2 separate regions of the Bos taurus genome follow, and region 1 is linked to region 2. A link is a contact called in public Hi-C data. All regions are on one chromosome and are shown on one strand. Each heading gives the region's core, a stretch centred on a gene start, on an enhancer-like site or on the middle of the called end of the contact. The rest is flanking DNA. Distances are from core to core; before and after follow the strand shown. Region 1 holds the start of FOXO3 (forkhead box O3). Region 2 overlaps ARMC2 (armadillo repeat containing 2).

Evidence for each region. A called contact is a pair of places that touch in the nucleus more often than the background predicts.
Region 1: a contact with region 2 is called in a Hi-C map of skeletal muscle, with 4 times the contacts expected there. The contact joins the promoter of FOXO3 here to the enhancer-like site in region 2. A contact is called at or near these places in 3 of 11 Hi-C or Micro-C datasets (liver, skeletal muscle and skin fibroblasts).

The regions. Positions count from the first base shown.
Region 1 is chr9:41,614,801-41,621,865 of ARS-UCD2.0, forward strand. It overlaps FOXO3 (forkhead box O3), which reads right to left and starts at 5,332. Exons shown (of 2, transcript NM_001206083.1): 1 at 4,715-5,332. The coding sequence starts at 5,332.
Region 2 is chr9:41,275,910-41,282,898 of ARS-UCD2.0, forward strand. It overlaps ARMC2 (armadillo repeat containing 2), which reads right to left. Exons shown (of 18, transcript NM_001075801.2): 6 at 4,425-4,501; 7 at 636-734. Among named protein-coding and RNA genes, the nearest start is that of ARMC2, 37 kb to the right of the region's middle. Within about 2 kb of position 4,987, at least 25 of the 102 cell types and tissues checked have an H3K27ac peak or open chromatin away from gene starts, as enhancers often do. A contact at or near this core is called in skeletal muscle, where this site is marked.

The DNA.
Region 1 (7,065 bases), core at 4,082-6,581, 340 kb after region 2:
ACAAGACAAAAGAGTATGAAAACAAAATAAATTTCATTGTCTCCAGCCCAGGGAATCCAAAAACTGATCGACAAGGGGTAAGCTGGGTATCTCCTCAGAAGGCACTAGCTTCAACAGTCTTATCTTTGCATTCTTATAAAGATCTTTAGATGAACAGTGTCTGCTAAATTTTTGCAAATCAGGTAAACGATTTTTTTAGTGGGACAAGGCTTCTTCACAAATTTTCCAAATAAAAATACGTGCTTGTTTTAAGTAAGCATCATAAGTAGAGTATTAAAAAGTTTAACTACAGATGTTCTTCTATGGTATCATTCCCTTAAAATAGAACCCTCCCAAAAACTCCTAAAAATAAGTCTGCATAGTTTCATTTCATTTTCAAAGGAGGAGATAAACATATCAAAACAAACACTTAACTTCTTTTTAAAAGAGCCTCTCTGCTACATGGGGCTCACAGATCAAAGTCTAAAATGGCCAATTTCTTCACCTCATAGGTCGATGACACAGCTTTGAAAAAGAAGAAAAACAGTCCCCCTAGTGTACTGCCACTGTAGAAAGAGGAAGTATGTTAGTTGAGAATCACTGACGAAGACAGTACTGCCGAAGGAAATTACAAAACAGTATTTCAGCAACAGGGGCCAAGCTAAAGACAGATTCCTCATACAGCACAACCCTAACCGGCCCTTTAGTGAGTTAGTCCAAAAGGTGACTGGGGTCAAAATCAGAGCCCAGTATGAAACTATTATGCCTCTGTTGTTTTGAAATTGTCGAAAAAAATATTTTTAAACATCACACTTGCAGTTAAAATAACATCTTTTAAAAATACAGTATGGTGAAAAGGAACTGGGTGCATTCATCTAAAGAGCTAGAACTGTAAGGACGTGAGCAAGTATTATGTGGCAGGCCAGCCCTCATCTTTTAACCTTGGGAAGAATCGGTACGAGGACACATTCTCACATGAAGGAAGACTCGGTCACTTGCAGCAGCAGAAGTCCTCTCACATTTGTGAAGTTGTAGGAACCACCACAGAAACCCATAGCTGCCTAACGTTATTGTGCCCTGACCCCATGGGAAGCACAGAGGAGTGGGCGTGTGCAGGAGAATCAGTGAAAATGGGCCTCACCAGGTAAACCCTGGAGTTCTAGAGACAGGAGGAAACATAGACCTCACCACCTCAATTATGGGTGCAGTGCAAGTAAGCTTAATCTGAGTTAAAGGAAATGTAACCTTTTCCCCCTTTAACCACATCTGATTATTCATTTCTACTTTAATGCCCGAGGTAAGGGAACCTGCAAGATAGCTATCACCTTTCTCCCTGGCACGGTTTGCATCTGACAAATTCAAGTTAACCAAGAGCTTCCTCCTTTTGTTAAAATGCTCCTTTTTTGCCACCTTCCTCACTTCACAGTTCCTAGGTACCCTTCCTGATAGGCACCAGACAGCTTTACAGACACTGTGTGCTCACTCAGCCTCTACCAATAATCATTCATCTTCCCGATGCTGAAATAACAACCAAGAGTTTTAGATGGAGAGACAAATATGCTTTTTAGGAAAACAACTTCTACTTATGTAAGACTACTCAGTGCTTAGTACATAACCTTTAGAAAGGATCAATTTAAAGAGAAAAAAATACTGTGATAAAGATCTCTAGAGCCACCGGCTGCTAATTATCTCTGTACTAACCAGCTGTGTGATCTTAGTAAAGTCATTAACTTGAAGAATCAAGATCTTCACCTATAAAATAAGGGGACTGAACTAGATCAGCAAACCTCATCCTGGCTGTACATTAGAATCACCTAAGACACTTCAAAAATTAAACAAAAACAACCTCACCAACCAATACACACACATCGGCCCAATTATATCAGGTTCTCTGGGTACTGATATTTTTTAAAAGCTCCCAGATAATTCTTACATGCAACCAGAGCTTTGATTCACTGGTCTTGATTCTGATCACTAAGACCTCTTTTCTAATTCGCTCTGTGCTCTTAGGGTGATAATTCTAGTTACAAGATCTCATAATACAAAGGCCCAAAAAGCTACAAAAGGCCTCGATGTTGCATACTGCGCCTATGTGCACACATGACTGGGAGAGGTGAACCTGAATTCTAGACATTTTTAGAAGTTGAAAACCTGAATGTAAAACTCAGAATGAGAGTAGTGTGGTTTAAAAGCACACACCTGCTTCCAAATGACTAATCATGATAGGAATCAATTCCTGAAACTTGGATGCATGGAAATAGGTCACAATTAGCTCCTGACCTCTCCCTTTTCCCTCTTCTTCCACCTCCACTAAACCACAAGCACAGAAAAAAGCTTGGCTATTACTCATAATTGGAATGTGAAACCAGCAGCCCCAGTTTCAGAGGGCCTTCTCCATCATCAAAGATCTGGAAGTTCTTGCATGGCTGCATCTTTTGGTAAAGATCATCTTGCAAAAACTCTAAATTAGATCTCTATAGTCTTCAAGGATTAGTTATCATGTGATAATCAGAAATGGACCTGCTGTAAAATTTTAAAGATAAAATATTCATAAAATATTCGCCCTGTATTAAACATATGACTGCTGGACAGTTTCAATTTACAATGCTTCATAAGATTTTAGTTAAAAATGAGATAGCAGAGAAGAAAAAACAAACCATGAGACCAAAAAGAGTTAAGATATAAAACCACGAAGTTTAAGACTAGGCCCCAAATCTCTATTGCAGATCCTGTAAGCTACATGAAAATATAATTAATTCAGTATCAATTCATGGCTATTTTTGGTAGCCACACTTTCCCACATAAGTCTTTAAAAAAAAGTTTCAAATGCCATAAACTGGTATTATCTTTAACCATAAACACGATGCAAGAAATATTATTTGTGATGTTAAAATTACTTTCATAATCCTAAAAATCATAAAAAAGGTGAAAACCCTTGCTATGTTAACTTTCTAACTAACTTAAAGCTAACTTTTAACTAACAGATTCTCTGCACCAAATCCAAAATATGTAGGACTAAATTTCAAGTGTGAAAAATTTAGAAAAGACTCCACACCCCACCCAATCCATCTTCTTAGATCCCACAAATTCATCCCTTCCTATAACTATATACTGAGATTAACCCTTGCTATCCACTTGAAAACTCAATTTTTAAAAGTATCACATCAGCACTGCTTTGAAACAGAATTCTCATCCTTTTCATAAATATCCTATTATTACACAACTGGCATTCTTTTGCAAAGCAATACAATTGAATCGAACCTAAGATTCATAACAACAGCGTTTGTTCAAAGATGAGACAGATTTGTGGAACAATATCAAAGCACTTGTTTTGCTTTTAAAGTATCGAACCCCTTCCCTATACTAGCCATAAAAAAATTTTAAAGCATATTTCAAGATTTTTTTAAACCAAATTAAGTCAATAACACTAAATTCTTTAGTTTTTTCATGTACTAGCTCCTCTCCAGTGCTTCAGTTCTCCACCTAAGGCCAAACTGTTCTTATTCTATACACCCACTGGAACCTAGCAAGTACAGGGCTCCCCAAAGACAACAAAGGAAGGGACAGAAGGAGGAAGCAACCACCTTTTTAATTAAAAAAAAAAAAAATCCAACTTGTTACTAGAAGCAACTGACAGAAAGATATGTATCTACAGCTGCACAGGGCTCCCTTTAGCCTGGTATGCATTCCTATCTTAGGAGATGGGGCCAGGAGGATGAGGTGCAAGAGCAAAGCCGCTGGGTATCAGCGGCCCAGCGGGGGCACAGGAGTTAATCTCCTTGGATGCCCAACTGCAGGAAGTCATTACATCATATGCCTTTCCACACCTCTCTCCCTACCACGTGTCCAGTGCCCCAAGAGGCTGAAAACGAACAGTAGAGAGCCTCTCTTCAGGTTCACTCATAGGTAGAAGCCATTACGGTCCAGCCCTGCCAGCAAACCTCCCTCCCCAAGGCCCAGGTGAAGCGCCAGGCGCCATCCTGCACACCTGGAGCCCCTGCCTCAAACAGCGCCAGAATCCGGACCTCAGCGCGGAAGCAGCAGGTGCAGCGAGTCCCCGCTGAGGCAGAAGGGCTGGCCCGTGCCAGGCCCAAAGCATCTCAGAAGCTACCTGCTGTAGAGACATCTCTGAAGAACAGAGATGTGGACACAGGCAAGAAAAGGAAACCGGCCAGGGAAAGGTTTACAACCACCGCTTTTTGTAATGGGATTGATGTGCCTGTGGGAGTGAACACCCACAAGCCCAAAAACTTGGACACAGGGCTCTCATCCAGGTAGTCAAAACACACCAGGCTCCCGCGACCGACGGAAAACCACAAACCCATCCCTCCCAAACCCGTTCCCTCACTCCCCCCGCAGTGGCCTCGCCGCACGATGGGGGACTTGTACTCCAAAGTTGGCCGCAGACCTACCTTCTCTGCGATGACCCAGGAATCCGGCAAATTCACTCCGGTCCGTCTGTCCTTCCCTCGCCGGTGTCCCTCAACCCCTCGCCTCACCTGGCCATGCCTGAGGTTTCCCCAGGAGCCTTCTCTCCCCATCCAGCCACCTTCGCGGCCGTCCCCGGTTGCCCCTCCTCCGGGATCACACAGAACCCCCAAAACCTCACAACGGAGGCTCTCCCTGCCAACCCCTCTCCCCCGCGCCACAGGAGCGCTCCGTCGAATCGAAGACGCGCCTCGCACTGCGCAGGAGGCCCGGCGGGTCCGGCCGCCCGCCCCAGGTGGGTACGCACCTTCCAGCCGGCAGAGCTGTTGCTGTCGCCCTTATCCTTGAAGTAGGGCACGCAGCGCACCATCCACTCATAGATCTGGGACAGAGTGAGCCGTTTGTCTGGAGAGCTCTCGATCGCGCGAGTGATCAGATCGGCGTAGGACAGGTTCCCCCAGGCGTTCCTCCGCGACGAGCATTTCCTCGGCTGCCCAGAGCCCCCAGCCGTCCCCGGCTGCGGCGGTGGCAGTGGCTGCTGAGGCTGCAGCGGTGTCTGCGTCCCCCCGCTCAGCGCGCCCGCCGCGGGGGCTGGCCCGGACCCGGGGTCCTGCCCTCCAGGAGCCAGCAGCCGGGCCGAGTCCTCCAGGAGCAACCCAGAGCCCAGCGGGCCGCCCCCGCCGCCGCCGATCGCCATGGCCGAGCCGGCCCTACCGCCACCGTCCTCGTCGTCTTCATCGTCCTCCTCCTCGGGGATCATGGAGTCAGCAGCCGCCTCCCCAGAGGGCTTGGCCGGGCTCCCCTGGAGCTCCGGCCTCTGCAGGGGCCACGTACAGGAGCGCGGCCGGCTCTGGGGCTCGAACTCCGGGTCTAGCTCCACTTCGAGCGGAGAGATCGGGGCCGGGGAGGCCGGCGCCTCTGCCATCTTCGCCGCCCGCCCGCGGCTCGGGCTCTCGCGCTCTCCTCTCGCGCCGGGGCGGGGTGCGGCGGGGGAGGGACGGGGGCGCCGAGAAGGCTCGGGCTCCCAGGCGGCGCCGCCGCCGCCGCCGCTACTGCCGCCGCCTGGGGAAGCACGAGAGGAGAGAGAAGGAGAGTTGGTTATCCCGGGCTGGAACCCAGTCTTCGGCGAGTCCTCGCCCGCCGTCGCCGCTGCCACCGCTTCGCGACCGCACCGCGCCCGCCTCCCAGGAGCAGGCAGACCTGGAGACGTGCGTCCCGCGAACCTGGCGCAGCAGACGCCGCCCCCCGACCAGGCCGCTGGGGAGACGGGAGCGAATCGACGGGCTCGCACGGGGCACCCCCTCCCCCGCCGCCGCCGGAGCTGCAGGTCTCTCCTGGGCTAGGTGGCTGGGCGGGGAAGAAGGGGGAGGGGCGGGGCGGGGGAGGGGCGCGGGCCGCGCCTTTAAAGCGGGCAGCAGCCGGCGCTGGCGCAGCCCAGTGGCGGTCCGAGCCGGAGTCCAGGCGGGTGGGCGTGCGTTTGTTTATGTTTCGCTCGGGCCCGCTCAAGTGCTTCCCGCGACGCCGCCGCCAAAGTCTGTGGCGTCTTCGGCTCGTCTTCCAGTGCCCGGCCCTGCTGCCTCCGCGCCCCCCTGCCACCCCCTCCCAGCGGAGGTCTCGAGCCCGGGGACAGCGCGGGAAGCTCCCTATTTCCCTCTCCGCCCGCGGGCTGAGAGGGCAAGCGTGGGTCCGAGCGCAAACGGGCCCTTGTCACTTCCAGAAAAAAGGGAAGCCGGGAAGAAGGAGGGCAAGCAGCTCGGTGGATATTTGCAAAGGGTCGAGCCGAGCGGCAACGGCCACTTTCGGGGTTTGTGAGGCTTATTCTCCCACGGGCGTTGTGCCCTACACCCCCTTCCCAGTGAAGAACGGGAGAAGGGAGGCAAGTCGGAACGTAAATCTTCCAACAGGTCAGGAAGCACCAAGTCTCCCGGGCCGCCAGAAAGCCCAGACCAGCACGTTCTTCACCTCCTTGCTCCCGCTGCTGCCATCTTGACAGTTTCCCCCCTTCACTCAAGTCCTTTAAAAACACTAGCGGGAGAGAAGAGGGGCGCGCACACCGAGTCACGGGGAGGGAAAAGGGAAGCGCCTGGCCCAGCTCAGAAGCAGATCCGGAGTCGCCGGGAAGGCGGTCGACCCGCTCACAGCTCCGGCGCCTACCTCGGTTCCTTCCCCTCAGGGACGAGGGGGGAGGACGCACAATCCCGCGCGGGCCTGGGGCACGGTGAGGAGGGGGCGCGCAACCTCGGCCGAGGAGAGGCGCTCCGGCCGCCGCTGCAGCCCGCCTGAGAAACCGCCTGTCAGCCTGCGCCCCGCCGCCTTCCACATTCCTCCTCCTCCCTTCCCCAAGCAGAGCGGTCGAGGCAGCAACACAAAGTTATAGACACACGCAGGGTGCCTCAACCTAGACTGACGGCGGGCGGGCGGGCGGGTCCCCGCCCAGGGGGAGGGCTGGGCGGCGGGCCGGGGTGTGCTCGCGTGCGTGCGTGTGTGTGTGTGTGTGTGTGTGTGTGTGCGCGCGCGCGCGCGCGCCTGCGCGACCCGGTTCCGCGGGGCTGCAGGCTTGAGTGTCAGGGCGCGCGCCGGGGCCGAGACTCGGCCGGCTCCTCCTCCCTCCTGGGAGCCTCAACGACAACAAAGCACGGCGCTGGCTCAGGAGACGAG
Region 2 (6,989 bases), core at 3,737-6,236:
AAAACTGGATATACAGCCCTTCCTCAGGAGCCACAGGGTATTGGCTCTAGGACCCCTGAGCATACCAAAATCCGTGGATGCACAAGTCCTGTGTATAAAATGGTATTGTACAGTCGGCCCTCCATACCCACGGGTTCTACATCTGCGAATTCAAACCAACACAGAATAAAGTTCCACTTACAGCTGGTTGACTCCGTGGATGTGCAGCCTGAAGCTTTGGAGGGCCAACTGTATACACCTGGATCTAGAAAACCATGGGCATACCTGCCAAGGATGTCATTCTGTGAGACTTAGCCAATGTTTCAGAGGATTGAAATCTATTTTAATTTTGCACTGTTATTCATGAACTACCACACCAGAGAGTTCAAACTGGCATTTTCTTGGGCAGAAGTAGTGGTAATTTATATTCTAAAGGGACTTTAAGAAGTAGGTTCTCTTGTGGTATTTAAAGTATAATTCTAAAATTAGGTTTACATGTAATATTGAATACATACATTACTGGGTAAATAGATGATTTCACTTGTTTCTGAACAAGTTCACAGAAATGACAAAGTGTACTGAAAATATTAGGGCAATGGGGAACATACAAATAACTGCAGATATTTTCGATCTAAAGCTACTTTTTTTTTTTTTACCTTTTTCTAAGTCATGCAAAATGGGTACTATCCTTGTATTCCAAAATACTTCATCTACTTCTATTTCTGTATTCTTTTCTTGCAAGTCAGCTTTTGAGCCTGCAACAGAAAAACAGAACAAGAGAAAGAGCCGTGAAAAAGGAGTTACAACTAGAGCACTGCCAAGGAGACTTCGTTATCCATCCCTAAAATTAATAAACTCTGGAATTACATTACACTTTGCCCCCCCCAACCCAACTAATTCTAATGAGAATTACATGTCTTCTAATCAAATCAAATTAAATTCAGTAAAGATCATGTAAAGAAATCATAACTTTAAACTCTGATTGGGACACTGCATAAAGCCTTCAGCTTTGTAAATGTTGATATTATTGTCAGCGAGGCACTCTGGAGTTCTGGCTTGTTTCTGCTTGTTTGTTTTTTCTTTTTAAACATATCCCGCTATAACATAAAATAAATAGAAAACTGTAGATATGTAAAGAACAAGGATTTTGAAAATGTTTTAATGGAAAATTTTCTGAGAGGGAGGCCTGCAGGGACTTTCTCTCCTACAGAAAATAAAATGTTCACATTATTGTGGGGCCAGTGCTTCTCACACCAGTGGTTTTGTGTGGGGCAACAGGAAGCCTGAGCTCTGGGTGCTGACAGACCTCAGTTCAAATCCCAACTCCGTTACTGACGCACTGGGTGACAGGGTCTGGTTTCTTATCCTTTCTGAGCCTCATCAGCAAAACAGAGATTAAAATATTTGCCTTCAGGGTTATGAGAATTCAAAGACGCGATGTAAGCAAAGCTCTGAGCCCAGTGCCTAGCATCTAGAAGCACTCAGTCAGCATGGTTTCACTTCCCTGGTTAAAAAAAACCAATAAAGAGGTCATCCCTGTCTGAAGTGTATCAGGCTGTGTGTTATCACCAGAGCACCGAGAGAGAGGCAGCCTGAGGAGGCAGCTGTGGGCGAGTCAGAACTCCCACAGATGGTGTACTTTAGATCCAGCAGGTCTGCATTTTTGTCACAACACTCTCAGGAGGTCCCCACATTGTCACTATTTTCCAGATGAAGAGAGGGGGGCTCAGGGTTATTAAGTAACCTGGCCAAGGTCACAGAGCTTCACAGCATTGCACTTGACCTCTTCGGGGGCTATTCTGCCCTGAAGCAAACTGGCAAACTAAAAGATAACTTCGGGGAGAAACGTAAATCGCATTAGAAAATGCAAATCACGATTACACTGCACACAGGCAAGATCTAAAACAAAGACTGTCTAGCCAGGAGTGGCGGGGGTGCTGCCGGGCCAGACACTCAGAAGCAGTGCTAGAGACAAAATCCACAGCCTTCCTCCTCTGAAGGCCTCGCCCTCAGGCCCTCAGGCTTTCCAGGTGACACTAGTGGTAAAGAACCTGCCTGCCAACGTAGGAGACATAAGAGATGCGGGTTCGCATCTTGGAGGAGGGCCTGGCAACCCCCTCCAGTATTCTTGCCTGGAGAATCCCATGGACAGAGGAGCCTGGAGGGCTACAGCCCATGGATCTCAAAGAGCCAGACATGACTGAAGCGACTTAGCATAGGCACACGTGGTGCTTACCCTGCTTTACATATTACTGCCAGCACGGTCTTCTGAGGCAGCACCCTGCAGCAGAACATGTGACTATAACACACTAAAGAAACAAAAACGAGCACTGGACTCCCACCAGCGCAGGTCAGGCACTGTCACTAAATGAATTTATACAGTATCTCAGCTCTCAGAGCTCCCGAGGTTCAGGACCTGCAGGAAAAGGATTGCAGACCACCACCTCCATCTTCTGGCTCATTACTCTTACAAATCTTCTCTGACACTGATAAATCACGGATACGGATCCTAAAAGTAAACACGACTATTCAAGCTGTATAAACAACATAGTTGCTCATATTCCCAGGTGTCGGACACACTCAAAGTCCAAAGTATGAGAAATAAAATCAACATACATCAAGGCAAGGGGAAAGCCCAGAGATAAGAAGCCAGACAAATAATATAATAGACAATTATCCATGACAAACTTAAACTTCTTAGAAATACAGACTTCAGTGAGTCCAAATTTCACTGATTTCAGTTGAAATCAGGTTTGTTTGTTTTTTACCTTCTATGCAGTATGCTCTCTTAAGCAGAACCACTCTGTGAGAAACCACAATTATCAAACCGTTTGTCAGGACAAACAAAATTGATAACGTGTTCACCCCAGGAAGAGCTGAATTACAGGGGTGAGCCAGAAATCACAGAGCAGTTTGTTTAACCTTTGGAAAGGAAAGGCCCTCACAGGCCCTTCCGAGCGCTTCCAAGACTTGTTTCTTCTCAGAACAGAAGTTAGCCAGACACTGTGGCGTAAGAGTTTGCTTTCAACCCTCTCCCAGGAACCCCCCTGTGAGCTGGGGTGTCCAGCCATGGCCTTTCCCCTCACGCACCTCCTCCAACTCTGCGCTCTCAAGAAATCTCATTTTATACACTAACCCAGCTCCTACCCTAGAAACGGAAGCCTGGAGTCATGTGATCACTTTTTAAGATCACCAGATGATAAATAAATACAATTTGTCTCAGTCTTGGGCAACAACCTAACATTCTAGAGAGCACTTTCATCTAGGTTCACAGTTTGCTAAATATAAAAATTATGATTCAACAGGAAATTGGGTAAGTCAAGCAGAAATTTCAGCATGTTTTTTTGAAGATTTTGCTGTCTCAGTGGTTATAGTTCTTCACCACAGCTTTGAGTTCGGGACACAAAAACTTAACACAATGTTTATTGGCTGCTGTTTTTAGCATGCACATGTAAGATGCTTAGCAACAATGCTGACTGGGAAATCAGTCTAAGATTTTCTTGACTACTACAGAAATTCCTGCTGGTCACAAAAGTCATTTTATTGATAAGAAATTAGTTTGGAAGATAAGAAAATATTTTTTGAATTATTAGCTTGGTTTCATAAAAGTTCATGTGCACCAAAAAATTATACGAAGAAGGTAATGAACACCTGTGTGTCCACAAATAGTCTGGTCAAATATTAACTGTATTTTCCTTCTCTTCATTTCAAAGAAATAAACATTACAGATATTGTTAATGCCCTCTGTGTGCCTCCCCCAACCATCCCCCTCCCCAAGGGTTACCACCACGCTAAACTGAATGGTTATTTTTATCACATTTAGCACATAGATCTGTATCCATAACAACACATGCCTTTGTTTTTGCAGCTTAATTTTTTCATGTGATGTTATGTTTATATTCATTTCATTCAGTATTATAAATGTACTCCAGGTCATTTTTCTAAGTGCTATATCCCACTGCGTGAATATATTCTGTAGCATTTCTAGCCTGTGATTTATATTGTTACGTATTTCCTCAAACAGTTTAAAGCCTCAAAGGGCTGGTTTGATGTAGCTAATACAGTGTCATTTAAGTAAGCCATGATTTTGACTCCTTTTCAATCAACTTAAGAACTGTGTAAATGTCACATTTTGCAACCTTCCAAATGCTTCTACAAAATAATTTCCGTGCAGTCGTCTGTGAGGAAGTATAAAATCATTTATGTGTAGACTACAACCTATAGATGCTTGAGGCACTGGAGTCGAGTAAGGGTAAAGTGCTAAGACTGTTGTGAAAATAATAAAAATTTATAAAAATAAATGCTGATGTGAGACCAAGCTGGATAAAGTTCCTGGAAATTTCAGAGTGAGGCAACATCAGACATCTTTAAAACAAAAGATTATTCTACAGATGGAGATGCTGAGGACAAGATGCTGGGGACCTCTAGGAACGCAGGAGCCTCACCTGCTCTGATGTCCAGCCTGCTCTGGTCTGGGCTGCGGGAGCTTGAGGAGGCCCTCGGACGCCTCTTCCCCTGGTCTCTGTGAGGAAGATGAATACACACAGCACTCAGCACAAAAGCCAAAGCGGTTCTCTTTCTGTGTCAAGAGTAGGCTAAATACAATTTCTGAAGAAACCACAGAGACTTGCTTATGAAATGGAGTTTGGTGCTCTTACTACCTCATTTTAATCAACCTCTGATTTTTCAGCTGAGATTTACCTTTTAAAGACAAGTCAGGATGGGGAACACATGTATACCTGTGGTGGATTCATTTTGATATTTGGCAAAACTAATACAATTATGTAAAGTTTAAAAATAAAATAAAATTTAAAAAAATAAAAATTAAAGACAAGTCAGATTTGCCTTACAATACGAAATACAGTTACTTAGAAACAACAACAAAATAAATCCTAAGTTTACTTTGCAAACCAAAAAAACTGATGAAGGATCTATACCACAAGAGGTCACTGTTACAATAAGAAAGAACTCTGCTGTGCTTGAATCACAAAAGCCGAGCGTTCAGGAGACCTCTTTCTCTTACACTCTGGTCTCTCACACTCCGGTCAGGAGACCTCTTTCTCTCACACTCTGGTGCACATGTGCTGCAGGCAAGAAAACTGTTCCCAGTTAGATCAGATGTGTCCAGGAATCACACAGGGGGGTCAGATCTGGAACCCAGGTTTCATAATGTCCAATTCACTGCTCTTTCCACCAAATTGCCATGTCTCCAATCTCTATTTGACAATTAATAGTCTATGAAAAAAATTTTAAAGAAATATTTGAAATGTTAAAAAATAGAAAGTAAATTCAGGCAGTCCCCAGATGACAAGTATTTTGTGCTTCAGATGAAAATTTGGTGGCTGGCCAACAGCAGAATTATATGCTTAGGTTTCGTTTGGAAGGTTATATATAATGTGGAAATGGTCTAGGAAGGACATAACTTCTCTTTAGCTAGAGCTGATGCTTAAACTAGTTATTTTTAACTATCTGTACAAAATTCCAAGGTAAAAAAACACAAAACACCAAGAGATTGATGGTGCAAGTTTTATGACAAAATTTCATTTTTATCATCAAATATAATATTTGCCACAAAAATCATGAAGAATGCACACACACGTGGCCATGGTCAGCCAAAAGCATCCGAATGTCTGTCTGTCCACTGCTCCTGCTTCCGCTGGAGTAAGATTCCCAGTGAATGTTCAGTGCTGTGTCTTGGCCCTCGGCCTTGACTGCTGCCCAAGGATTAGTTTCTCCCAATATCATTTTTTCCGTAAACATTTCCTTTTTTAAAAAACACTGGATTTAACATTTCCTCTTATCGTGCAATAGAGAAAAGATCAAGTTACTCTTCCCAAAAAGTCTGATTATTTAATACTCCAAAACAATTGCTTTATTTTATACACAGCAACAAAACAACAGATCTGGCAGCAAGAAGTCCTGGTCAGAGAAAGAAATGGGGATGGAATCCTTTTCGTCAACACTCAAGAGTAGAGATCCAAATGGAGATCTCGATGAAGACAGAAATAAAGGAAATCAATCCTATGAAAAGGCAAAATACCAAAAGTTTGGCAGGGTGTAAGGCCAAATACATTCCCAGACTCAGCACTCCTAGAAATGATAAGAAAATCTGAGGACCATAGAGGCAAGCCTTTCTTTTCATCGTTGTCCTAACAGCTACTGAAATCAAGCAGGATAGTTTGCACCTAACGGCCTTCCAAGTCCCTGATCCCTCCTCCCTGAGGACATGGCCATGACAAGGCTGCCCCCCTAAATACCACATTTGTGTGTCCCCACTTGGGGGGGATGTTTAAGAAGGGTCCTTCTTATCAACCATCAAACCTTGACAGTGTTGGATCCTACTGGTTCTCAAGAAGAGCTCAGGGTTGAACGTGAAATTGTTGGTCACTCAGTCCTGTCTGACTCTTTGCAACCCTATGGACTGTAGCCCACCAGGCTCCTCTATCCATGGGATTCTCCGGGCAAGAATACTGGCATGAGTAGCCATTCCCTCCTCCAGGAGATCTTCCCAACCCAGGGATCGAACCTGGGTCTCCTGCACTGCAGGTAGAGCACAGGGCTGGCCTTGGCATCCACTAATCCTCTATGTGATCTTCACGGTACAGTGCTTGAGGGGGTGCAGGCTCTGGGTCCAAACTACCTGGGATCAAAGGGGTCCAACCCTTGTCTGCCACGTGGCCTGTGTAAGTCAGTGAACCTCTTGGCCTTGGTTTCCTTTTCCTAAAATGAGGGCTATGTTTCTACTTAGCACACTGACTGCTGTGTTTGAAGAACTTAATAAATTGTCAGTATTCTTTTGCTCTTTTGTTCTGAGTCAACAAACACTTGTCTGAGCAATCCAGTGGTGGGTGTTACTGTGATAAAGAACATGTAAGGTGTTGCCCAGAAGACAATCAAAACCTGCTTCAAGGAACCAAAGAAGCTTTTATTTAAATGGAAAACTCTGATGGAGTCTCTAACCAAATACTAGAACGAGAAATTCAGCAGGTTATAAGGACAAGAAAAGTGCT